2 separate regions of the Gossypium arboreum genome follow, and region 1 is linked to region 2. The links are chromatin contacts, called in public Hi-C maps. All regions are on one chromosome and are shown on one strand. Each heading gives the region's core, a stretch centred on a gene start, on an enhancer-like site or on the middle of the called end of the contact. The rest is flanking DNA. Distances are from core to core; before and after follow the strand shown.

Region 1 (5,659 bases), core at 1,530-4,029, 290 kb before region 2:
ACATCAAATCCTTTTTCTATAAAACAATTATACTAACTTTCATCATCATGGTTAGTCAAATTTCATCAATTTGATTTTCAAGAGAAACAGAAAACTAAATACTAATATTTACCCGCAATTCAGTTGCTCTATACAAGGTTGTTCCCCGCAACTCCAAAAGCTCATCATCAGTAAACCAAACCGGATTACCAAAAGTAGTTGGAAGCATATCAAGGTACCTGACCCAACCTTTCAATCCACATAAATAATAAAGGGAAAAAAAAGAACACTAAGATGCCAATCACATAAGTTAAGTACGTACGGTTTCCATGAAGAATTCTTTCGGAGACGTTCCACAATAAGAAATAAAATCATTAAGAACCTATCATCAACTTCTCCTTCTTCAAACATTGCTCTACACTCTGCTCCAATTAAAGGATCTTGCAGTACCCTCATTGGAGTTATTGCTAAATCCAGTGGAACAACAAGAAGAACCCCTGCCCAGTTTCTTTTCCTCATAAAATTAACGAAAACCTTACAAAGAATCAAACAGAATTCTATTTTTTAACTTCTTTGTTACAGGGCTTTTTGCTACTGACCATCTTCGGGTGAACCATTGGTGGAATAAATACCAAAGCCTTTGGTGGAGTCGCAATATTTGATTTTGCAGCCGCGGAATTGAGCTCCGTTTACCTGAATTAAAATCACTGTTAGTTGAACCAGAGGAACAGAAATGTAGAGTTGACGGCTTGAAGTTGAGTTCAGGGTGTTGGAGAACTAAACCTGAAGCCATTGAAGGAAGTGCTCGAGTTTTGCTTCCTCTGTACACGCCATTATCGTCGGTGATGGTTACTTGGCTCAAGTTGGCCGGTGACCAAAGGCACTACACTGAGGTTTAATAAGGGCTTTAGGAATTAGGTCTGAAAAAAAAAATTTGAGAAACTTAAAACTGATCCCAGTTAGGGATGGCAGCGGGTTGGATATCTGCAATTTATGGATTATCCGAATCCACAGATTATCCGAATTTTACTATCCAGTTCCAAATCAGAATTAAATACATTATCCGCCGAATATCCGAATCCGCAAAAAATCCGAATTTAACATTTTCAACCTTATGTTAGATATCCGAATCCAACATAACCAAAATCCAAATCCACTAAAATTAAAATTTTAAAAATAATATAAAATCAAATAAAAAATTAATTTTAAATAAATTTTATTCATAACTAAAATAAATAAATGTAAAATAAATGAACAAAAAAGCTAAATAATAATTCAAACAAACTAAACATAAAATTTCACAAAATTTAAATATTACTAACAATTTAAACATAAAATTCCAAGCAAATTAAAATTTCAATAACAATTCCAGACAACTTGATTTACTAGTAGTTCTGCTTCACTTCTTTGACTATATAATGATGGAATAGACCTCGATGGAGCATTGTCACTTTATTTTTAACAAGATTGAAATATATTCTCATTTCAAGGCAGTCCCTTGTAAGCTTTCAAAACTGCAAACTAACCACCAGCATTCAAATGAGCTTTTATAACCTAGTTGCTCTATGAAATTAGAAAATTCCCCAAGTAAATGGAAGAAAAACCAAAACCTTCATCAACCACTTACCGATCTTGCATTAAACATGAATCGCCTATTTCCATTTATAAGAATGCTGAATGTGTTTTGTTCATGCATGCATTGTACTTAAATTGCTTCTACAAGTATAAATGGCATTAACTGGAATGATATCAGATGTCAATGGCTCTAAAATCCGCCTTACAATCATCATCATAGAGCGGAATTTATCACTTGAGCTAAAACGATAAAGCTAAATTAACTACGTCTAACAATTTCTATCTCTAGTTCACAATCAATATCAGTTGGAATATCAATATAAATGTTTAACTCCGGCCAGTATAATTTTACCTTTGAGCTAGTTCAACATGAGCTATCCCTGGAGAACCAAAACAATCAACATTTAAAGACAAGATCAAACAAACAGAAACCTTCTCACTATCCCCCATAAACTCATTGTTTTCGCTACAAGCCATTTTTCAATATACCAATAAAATTTTAAAATTAACAATTCAGTTCATAAACATTAACAATAAGCATCAAAATCAAAACATTATAAACATTTTTCATGGTTCGAACATCTATGTTCTTCTAGCTAAGTAAATTTGGAGAGACAAAGAAAAAGGAAATTATTATTATTTTATTACATTCGGACATGACAGACTGTCTCTCTGTTTTGGTCTAAACTTCAAACTCTTTCCATTTCTTGTTTTTCTTTCTTTATTAGAAAATAAATGAAATTATTAGAATGGAAGTGAGTGAAGTTTGGAAGTTGTAAGAGATTCCATGTTTCCTCATTAGCTCATTGTTTGTTTTTTTCAAATTCAATGCTCTTAAATCTTTGACCACTAGCCTAAATAGTGATAAACTTAACCAAGTAACCAGTCAAAGGAGATTAAGGGCTGACATAGTAACATCTAAAACTAAAAATCAACCAGAAATAGAATCCTAAAACATCAAGAATGGGTTTACAAGTAACGAAACCAACCAATCAAATGAGAATTTTAAGGGCCGGTGGTCGACGGTGCCTTGTTGGTGCTTGCCGGTGACTGCCTGACTGGTGAGAGGCTTAGAGCTTGAGACGACACTTTTGGGAATTTTTTAGGTTTTGGTTGGAGTTGGGCTTAGCCGATTGTATTTTCAATATCTCAACTTTCTAACTCAAAACTTGGCTGCGGGCCTGCTTCAAAGTAACACCTATGCTTTGCATTTGACCTATATTAAAAAAAAATCCAACTAAACTATTTTCAAAATTATTTTATTAATATTAGATATTATCGGGTGGAAGAAAAAAATGATATTAAAATTATACTTATATAAAAATCAATAATTAAGTTATAGGTAAAATGGTAAATTGTTTATATTTAAACAGTTTTTAAGGTCGATCCCCCTCAATAGTATACCTATCACACCTTTCACCATTTTATTTTTAGTCACTAGCCAAAGAAAATGACACTCTCTAGGGATGTCGGCTCTTCCAAATGGTTCTTTATTTTGCATTTGGTGGGTTCAATTTGATCTTGAAGCACTTTTCACCAAAAACAACCCATTACCATTCCACCGCTAAATAAATGAGTTTGATTGAGCCTGCCGATTAGGATGCGTAATGTCCCTGCAATGAAAAGGACCATTGATCGATCTAAAAGATGTTAGAATTCATTCCAATCCCATCTTCCATCTCTATGTGTACCATATCATATATTCGACCATCTATGTCCACTCCACTTAGGTCTTGACAATGATCTTTCAGGGGATCAAAGTCGACATCCAATTATCGGACCAAAATTTGATCTTTTCCCCTTTCTCATGGTCTATCAAATGTTATTCTTTTAGTATCTTTAAGATTGATTTCCAAATGATTACTTTAACATTACTTAAAAGATGTTAAATATTTAGCATTATTGTTAAAGAATTTTGTGAAATTTAAAATGTTCATTTTAGATATGAAATGGTAAAATAAAAATAAACTAATTTAAATGATATTTAGATTTGTTAATATTACACTATATAAAATATCAATTTTGAATACTTTAAACAATTATGATAAATTGTTTATGCTAATAGGGCTTCGGCATTGTTGGTTAACCCGAGGCCTTGGGTCATTATGTATCCAAGTTTGAGTGCCACCATTTTTAATTGTGATGTGTGGGTCTTCAATCCCAATATATGCGTATATGGTTGCGTTCTCTTATTTGTTTGTTGTGTTTTTATATTGGTTATATTCTATGCTTCAACATATATTTGTATTTGTAATAGTAAAATTCAAAAAATTATTTTTAAAATTTTATTTCAATATATAAATTATATTGAGATATTAAAATAACATACAATAATGCAAAATATCCTTCTTCTTTTTTCGTGTCCTTATTATTACTATTGACAAAATATTATATTAGAATTATTTTGTATTAATAAATATTCAATTTAAATTTAGTAAAATATATAAAAAACTATAATAACTGAAATATAAAATTTTAAGACTTTTAAACAATTACAATAATTTTTTTGTAAAATTTATTCAATATATAAGTCATATTTGAAATTTATAATTAATATAAATGAGAGATAAATTTATAATTTGAACCAAGCTTTTGAAAAGTCAAAAGGTAGAATTTGTATTTGACCTAAAAAGTTAATTTTTTTAATTTCAAAATTTACTTATAGATAAAAAAAGTTTTAACTTGAAAATCTAGTGTAATAGTATCGCAATATCTTTTTATGTAATTGTTTAGGTTTGATTCTCTCCATATGCACGTTGTGATATGTTTATATATAGAGGTGTGCAAATAATTGGTGTAATAAAAATTTACGATTTATTCAATTAGCTTAATTAGTTTTCGTGACTATCAATTTGATTTTCGATTTTATAAATTCAAATAGAATAAATTAAATAAATTTTTAAATAATATATATTCAATGCCTAACTCAATTTCCAAATATTGAATACCAATATAAAACCTAACTCAATTAAACTAAAACATTAAAACAACCCAAAACTTAAAATAAAATAACACAACTCAAAATATTAAATTTAACCCAAATCAATTACCCAAATAATTAAACTCAATTACCCCATTAATTAATCAAAATTTAATCTAATTATAAAATAAAAACATTGGCAAAATATTGTACAACTTAAACGACAAAAGCACTATATAAAATAAATTAAAAATAAAAATATTGCATATTATTGAAATTCAAAAGCTTGGAATGATATTTAAAGATAAAAAAAAAATGCAATAATTTATCTAGCTCACCCGCTTTTCAGTGTAAACACTTTTAATGGAGCATTGAAGTTCATCTGTATATAACAGCATCATACTCCTCAAAAGGAATAACATAATGGTTTCTATCACGCACGTCCCACATATACTCCATAATAGCAATTTCGTTGTAACAACTTGCTATGTCATCACTATCAAATAAGAGGACTTTCGTTATAAATACCTTTCATATTGAAGTAAAAATGATCTTCTCCCCAGTTATCAACCTTGAGCTTTTACTCTTTGCATTTAGTTTTCCTATCCTTCACACAACTTTTCTCCTCTTTTATGGACCTTCATTGCACCACCATCTTTTTCTTTTTATCTCCTCTCTTGTTGAAACTTATATCAACAAATATATATTAGGTTAGAAATAATTATAAAAATTATTATTTTTTCTTTTATTTTCGAAAGAATTGAAAAAACCCTTTCATAATTTATGAAACAATCTTACTTTAAAATTAGAGGGAAAAAAAACCAAGGCATTGTTCTTAGGACTTAAAATCCTCCGTTATAGATTGAATGAGAAAATGAGCAGTGGTTGGTATCAGCGTGTGAAAAAGAGAGAAGAGAGGGTGAGTGAGAGAGCAGGACATGCAGCCAACCTGCAATCTGGCTTTGTCAGAGGTTTATCATTGACGCCCAAGCCCCACTTGTCTTGGGAAGCTTATTCAAGTAACATGTCCAAAACTTTGAATATTAATGACTCCACCTGCGGCTTTGCTTTTGCATGCACGGCATGCAGTTCCTCGAAACCCACATATATTCACACCATCACTTAGTATATAACTCAATTCCTACCATATCTAAACCATACTTGTTATAGAGAAACGTAATCTCA
Region 2 (5,451 bases), core at 488-2,987:
ATTTACCAAATAGTTCAATAAAAAAAAAAAAAGAACTCAGTCTATGAAAAGATGACACAACTTAAGTTGGGAAATATCTTGATCTTCTTCACACTGACATTACAAACCAGGGGACTTAAGAAGGGGAGAGGGAGCGGGGGCACTACATTTAGCTAGAACCTAAAAGGAAGTAATTAAACACCCCATTTAAAACGTTAACTCATTTCTTTCTCAACAGCAACCAATTAGATGATTACTTTGAATCAAGTGGGGGTTGGGGTGGGGAAATCTTATCAGTTTCTACTTTCTAAGCTATAAAGAAACAGCCAATGTTACCAAAGTTTCACAAAACCTGCTTCTGGCCCTATCTCTGAAGTGGAGAACCGTTCGGGAAGAAGCCACGTCAATCCCTGCACAACCATTTTCAATAACAGCATAAGATAGCAACAGTCAAATTTCACAACACAGTAAAAAATCATTCACAAAATGTTGCCCACATTCCCAAGCATGCACACAAATAATCCAAATAACCAAACTATAGATCATAGTCCATAGATACAAAAAGAAAACATAAGTCGGGAATTGGGGTATATATTATCCACAGTAAAGAATAAAAAAGAATCTAGTCGGAGCAGCTAACTGGAAACTCTAAAATTACAGATAATCATCACTCTTCCGGATATAATAACTTTCCATTTTTGTTCTTCAACTGAATGTGTTTTCAGATCCAACATCTGAAAAACAAACACATGTAAAAGGCAATTTTTTTTTTCTTTCATTTCATTTTAAATTGCAAATGGATTTCCTTCACTTTTAAGGAAAGATGGAAGAGGCAGTAGACAGAAATTATATCAGCATAAGTGAAACCCAGAAAGTCACCCACTCTAAATCAATCAAACAAGAAATAAGCTTTGGAGAAAAACAGATTAAAGCACTTATATTTGGATGTATGAGCATATATGATAAATTCAATGCACCTTAACATTATATATATAAGTCATTTACCAAGAACCATATAAAAGCTATTAAAATTAACCTTCCGAAGCAAGGAAAAAAAAAGTTGACATTATGTAATTATAGAAAGGGGGGGAAAGAAGATAAAAGCTTACATTGGCAAGAGACTCCAAAGAGTGTACGTAGTCTTTGTTCCTCCTAACCCATGTCTTATAAGCCTCCATTGATTCGCACAAACTTTATCAGTTAATAAAAAAAAAATCCAATTCAAAAGTTTCGAAACCCTAGCTCGCGGAACCACTCTCAAGCCAATTCATGCTCAATCTTATCAAAATTTTGGAAATTAGGAAGAAACCCAGATTCGCAAATACCCAATCAATAAACCTTTTTTTTTTTTTTTTTTGCAATTCAACCGTTGACTCAATTCCGCAGAGGAAAATGGAAGAATGTTGAGGATAAGTTGGAGATGGGGAAAGTGCGAGGGCTACGAGGTGTGCCTCTTTGTTACTAAAATTGGGTGCTGAGCCTCGAGAGTTAATGATTGGATTGTGTTGGATCACTGAATTCGGTTTCGAAATGATGTGGGAGACCACGAGCTTTAGCGGTAGACCATTGAGGTAATGAAAAAACAGAGGATCATAAAAAGGAGAAACTCAGAAAAGACAGAAAGAGGGAGATGACAGGATATCGGTTTTGTGTGCACCCGAACGAGTTATTGACTTTCACAAAGTCATGAATCTCGTTAATGTCCAAAATATATACACATTAAAGAGAACATTGCCATCATCGTAATACCATTAATTAGGCGATTGCCCATCTTATTTATATCTATTATTTTCTTTATCACAATATTATTTAAGATATTATAAATTTTGATATAATAGGAAAATATTTGGTAGTACATAATTTTAAAAAATTGTCAATTTTAAAATATTTAATATTTTAATATATCTTATAAAATATTTATTAACCCATTAACCTTACTTGTAAAATCTAATAATTTCAATAGCGATTATAATACATTTATAATAATTCTATGCTTTGTTATTTTATATGGTATATTTTATCATATAATTGTGAATAAAATAATAGTGAATTACACCACTAGTCATTAAGCTATATGTAAATTTTTGTTTTGGCTACTTAATTAAAAAAATTATAATTTGATTATTAAACTATTAAATTTTTTTTTATTTAAGTCATTGGACCGTTAAAATCGATGCAATATGACTTTTTCTATTTGCATTGCTTGCATCAATCAAAAGTTCTCTTCTCCCTCCTCTTTTATAGTCCAATTTTATTTTCATGAAACAGTATTAGACATCGTAAATTTGATAATTAAAATTCAAATAGCTTTTTTTTACAATCTTCGACATTGACCTTCAAATCGACTTGGATTTAAAAATTATTTTTCTCCTCGCCGATGACTATTGATCCATTGTACCAATCGTCAAATCGTTCTAAAATTCACTGACGAAATTAAAAAAAAAATGTAATAATCCAGTGACTTAAATAAAAAATTTTAAATAGCTCGACAACTTAAATAAAAACTTTTAAATAATTTAATGACTAAATTATAAATTATAATTTTTATTGTTTATTTATTTATTTGCTAAGCATAAATCAAAGACTTTTATTGATGGAGTCAGATTAACAAAATGCTCACATAGTTGGTAGAAAACAACACATAATAACAGCAAAGAGAACCTTTACAAAACCCATAACAACAATCACCAAAACTAAAGCAGAAAATAAAAAATATACTAAATCCAAGCTTTAAACATCACAGCACTGTCGATTCTTGTAGAACCATGCGCCATCGCTGCTGTTAATAGACCCACACGAGCTGCCTTCCCTTCCCAATGGCCCAAGCCAGGTGATATAATAATCGAAACTGGAACCTTGGAACATCAAGGTGACCCCAAATATGTTCCAACATGATAACATAACAAAGATGCGTACTACCACCACGCATTAAACAACATAGACCTATCGACCCCATCTTTGGCAAGAGAGTCAGCCATTGAGTTACGATCCCTGTTTACATGTTGAAAGTAAACACACCCAATTTTCGAAACAAAGCAATCAATCTCATCAAATTAACCCCAAAGTTTCCAGGGCCGATCATCTTTCTTCTTACACCAAGAAACCGCAAAAGCTGAGTCGGACTCAATGATCAAGCCCTTACCTCTTAATCGGGAGGACTGAATAAAGAGGGAAAGTGCCATTTTAATAGCAATAAGTTCAGCAACAATTGGCGTTGCAGAGCCAATGGGATCCGAGAACATAGCCAAGACATCACCGAGATCATTTCTGAGCACCCCCCACAACCCGCCTGGCCAGGACAACCTTCAACGTTATACTTCAAAAAACCTGCGGTAGGTAGTGACCAACACATTCCATCAGCAGTAAATTTTCCTTTCTGAATACTGTCACAAGCAAAAGGTGAATCCACCAAACTGTTTCAACAAAAGATAAGATCATCTTTGATAGCTTTAATCCAGAAAAGCGGCCTGACTTCAGTGAGAAAGATTACTGCATCAATGGAACAAAATTTCTTCTCAAAGATTGCAGCATTGCGGGCAAGCCAAATGGACCAAAGAGCTGCAGCACACGCCACCCACCAAAGCCTTCTCGAGTGACCATCAAACCGGAAATTGAAACTCAGAATAATGAATGCCTTTAACGAAGGGAAAGCAACCCAAGAAAGGTTCCACCAATTGAAAAAAAAGACACCAGAAATATACATATGCCTGCAATCAATAAACATATGTCCGAATCCTACGTGCACTCATGACACCAAGGGCAAAGTCATTGCTCGAACTCCACATGCACACCTTTCCCAATGAGGAAAGCCATTGTTGGAAGGCTTTCCAATTAGCCAAGCTATAGGAATGCTTAAACCTTAGGAGGTGTTCGAATTAAGTGAACCGAAGTAAAATAAAATAAAAGTAAACTTCATATAGAGCTACACTTCTTTTATTTTATTTTAGAATAAAATTTTTTAAACCTTATTAAACTTAACGTGTTTCAATCTTACTACACTCCTATTAGAATATGATTTTACAAGCCTATAAATAGACATAGTCTACTCTTTTTGTATTCTTTCGAATTCAATATAGTGAATTTTCTTCTCCTCTGCCCGTGGTTTTTTCTCGAAAGGGTTTTCACATAAAAATTTGTGTGTTCTTTATTTTTATTTCTCTTTTCTTTGCGATATATTATCATTACTGACATTCTATTTTTCACAAATTGATATTAGAGTTTCCGGGTTTTTCATCTCAATCACTATAATAGTATCTTTGAAGTATAAAATTCCGCTGTTGGATCGCAACACAGATTCGCATTGTGGCAGATAAAGATGCAGACAGTTCTTGCACAAATGGACTTAGAGGAACCCTTGCTAGGATAAATAAGATACCTTCGACATTAACGGATGAAGAGAAGAAGCGTAAGGATCGAAAGGCATTAACACAATTATATCTGCATTTATTTAACGAAATTTTACAGGATGTGATGAAGGAGAAGACCGTCGTTGTATTATGGAAGAGGCTGGAACAAATACGTATGTCGAAAACTCTAACTAGCAAGTTGCATATAAAGCAACGTCTTTATGCTCATCATTTGGAGGAAGGTGCGTCTATGCACGAACACTTAACAATATTTAAAGAAATTCTCTCAAACTTGGAGGTCATGGAAGTTCATTATGATAAGGAAGATCTAGAGTTGATTCTACTTTGTTCGTTGCCTCCATCTTATTCAACCTTTAGAGACAATTTTATATAACCGCAAGGCTCTCACAGTTGATGAGGTTTATGATTCTTTGACCTCGTATGATAAGATGAATCATCTTTTGGTTAAATTCAACTCTCAGGGAAAGGGTCTCATTGTTTGTGGGAGACAAAATCGAAATACTGATGATGATCGTGGAAGGACACAGGAACGAAATCCTTGTGGTAAATCTAAAAGTAGGTCAAAGTCTTCATACAGAGGTAAAACTTGTAACTTTTGCAAGAAAAAAAGGGCACATTAAATCTGAGTGCTATAAGCTGCAGAACAAGATCAAAAGGGAAAGCAACTAGAAAATTTTGGTAAAGCTGATGTTGTAGAAGACTACAGCGATGGTGAACTTCTAGTCACTTCTGTCAACAATTTTAAAGTGAGCGATGAGTGGATCCTTGATTTGGGTTGCACCTTCCACATGAGTCCCAATCGGGATTGGTTTACAACTTATGAAACAGTGTCTAAAGGTGTTGTTTTGATAAGAAATAATGCTTTGTGTAAAATCGCAGGTGTTGGAACAATTAAAGTTAAGATATTTAATGGAGTTGTTAGAAAACTTAGTGATGTACGACATGTTCCAGAATTGAAGAGAAATTAATTTCGTTAAATACTATTGATTCAAAAGGGTACAAAAATATAGCTGAAAGTGGGGTTTTGAAGATTTCCAAAGGTTCCCTAGTTGTGATGAAAGGGCAGAGAAAGACTGCCAAGTTATATGTTCTGCGGGGTTCTACT

What was found. Hi-C and Micro-C count contacts between places; a contact is called where the count stands out from the background.
Region 1: a Hi-C map of leaf shows a contact between it and region 2, with 4 times the contacts expected there. The contact joins the promoter of LOC108457299 here to the promoter of LOC108466686 in region 2. A contact is called at or near these places in 2 of 5 Hi-C or Micro-C datasets (both in leaf).

What each region holds. Positions count from the first base shown.
Region 1 is chr7:70,686,642-70,692,300 of ASM2569848v2, reverse strand. LOC108457299 (protein-lysine N-methyltransferase EFM1) reads right to left here and starts at 2,779. Exons shown (of 18, transcript XM_053030897.1): 1 at 2,544-2,779; 2 at 1,907-1,934; 3 at 763-867; 4 at 579-672; 5 at 302-476; 6 at 113-218; 7 at 1-16. The coding sequence starts at 813.
Region 2 is chr7:70,393,941-70,399,391 of ASM2569848v2, reverse strand. LOC108466686 (peroxisome biogenesis protein 16-like) reads right to left here and starts at 1,737. Exons shown (of 8, transcript XM_017767063.2): 1 at 1,089-1,737; 2 at 332-389. The coding sequence starts at 1,157.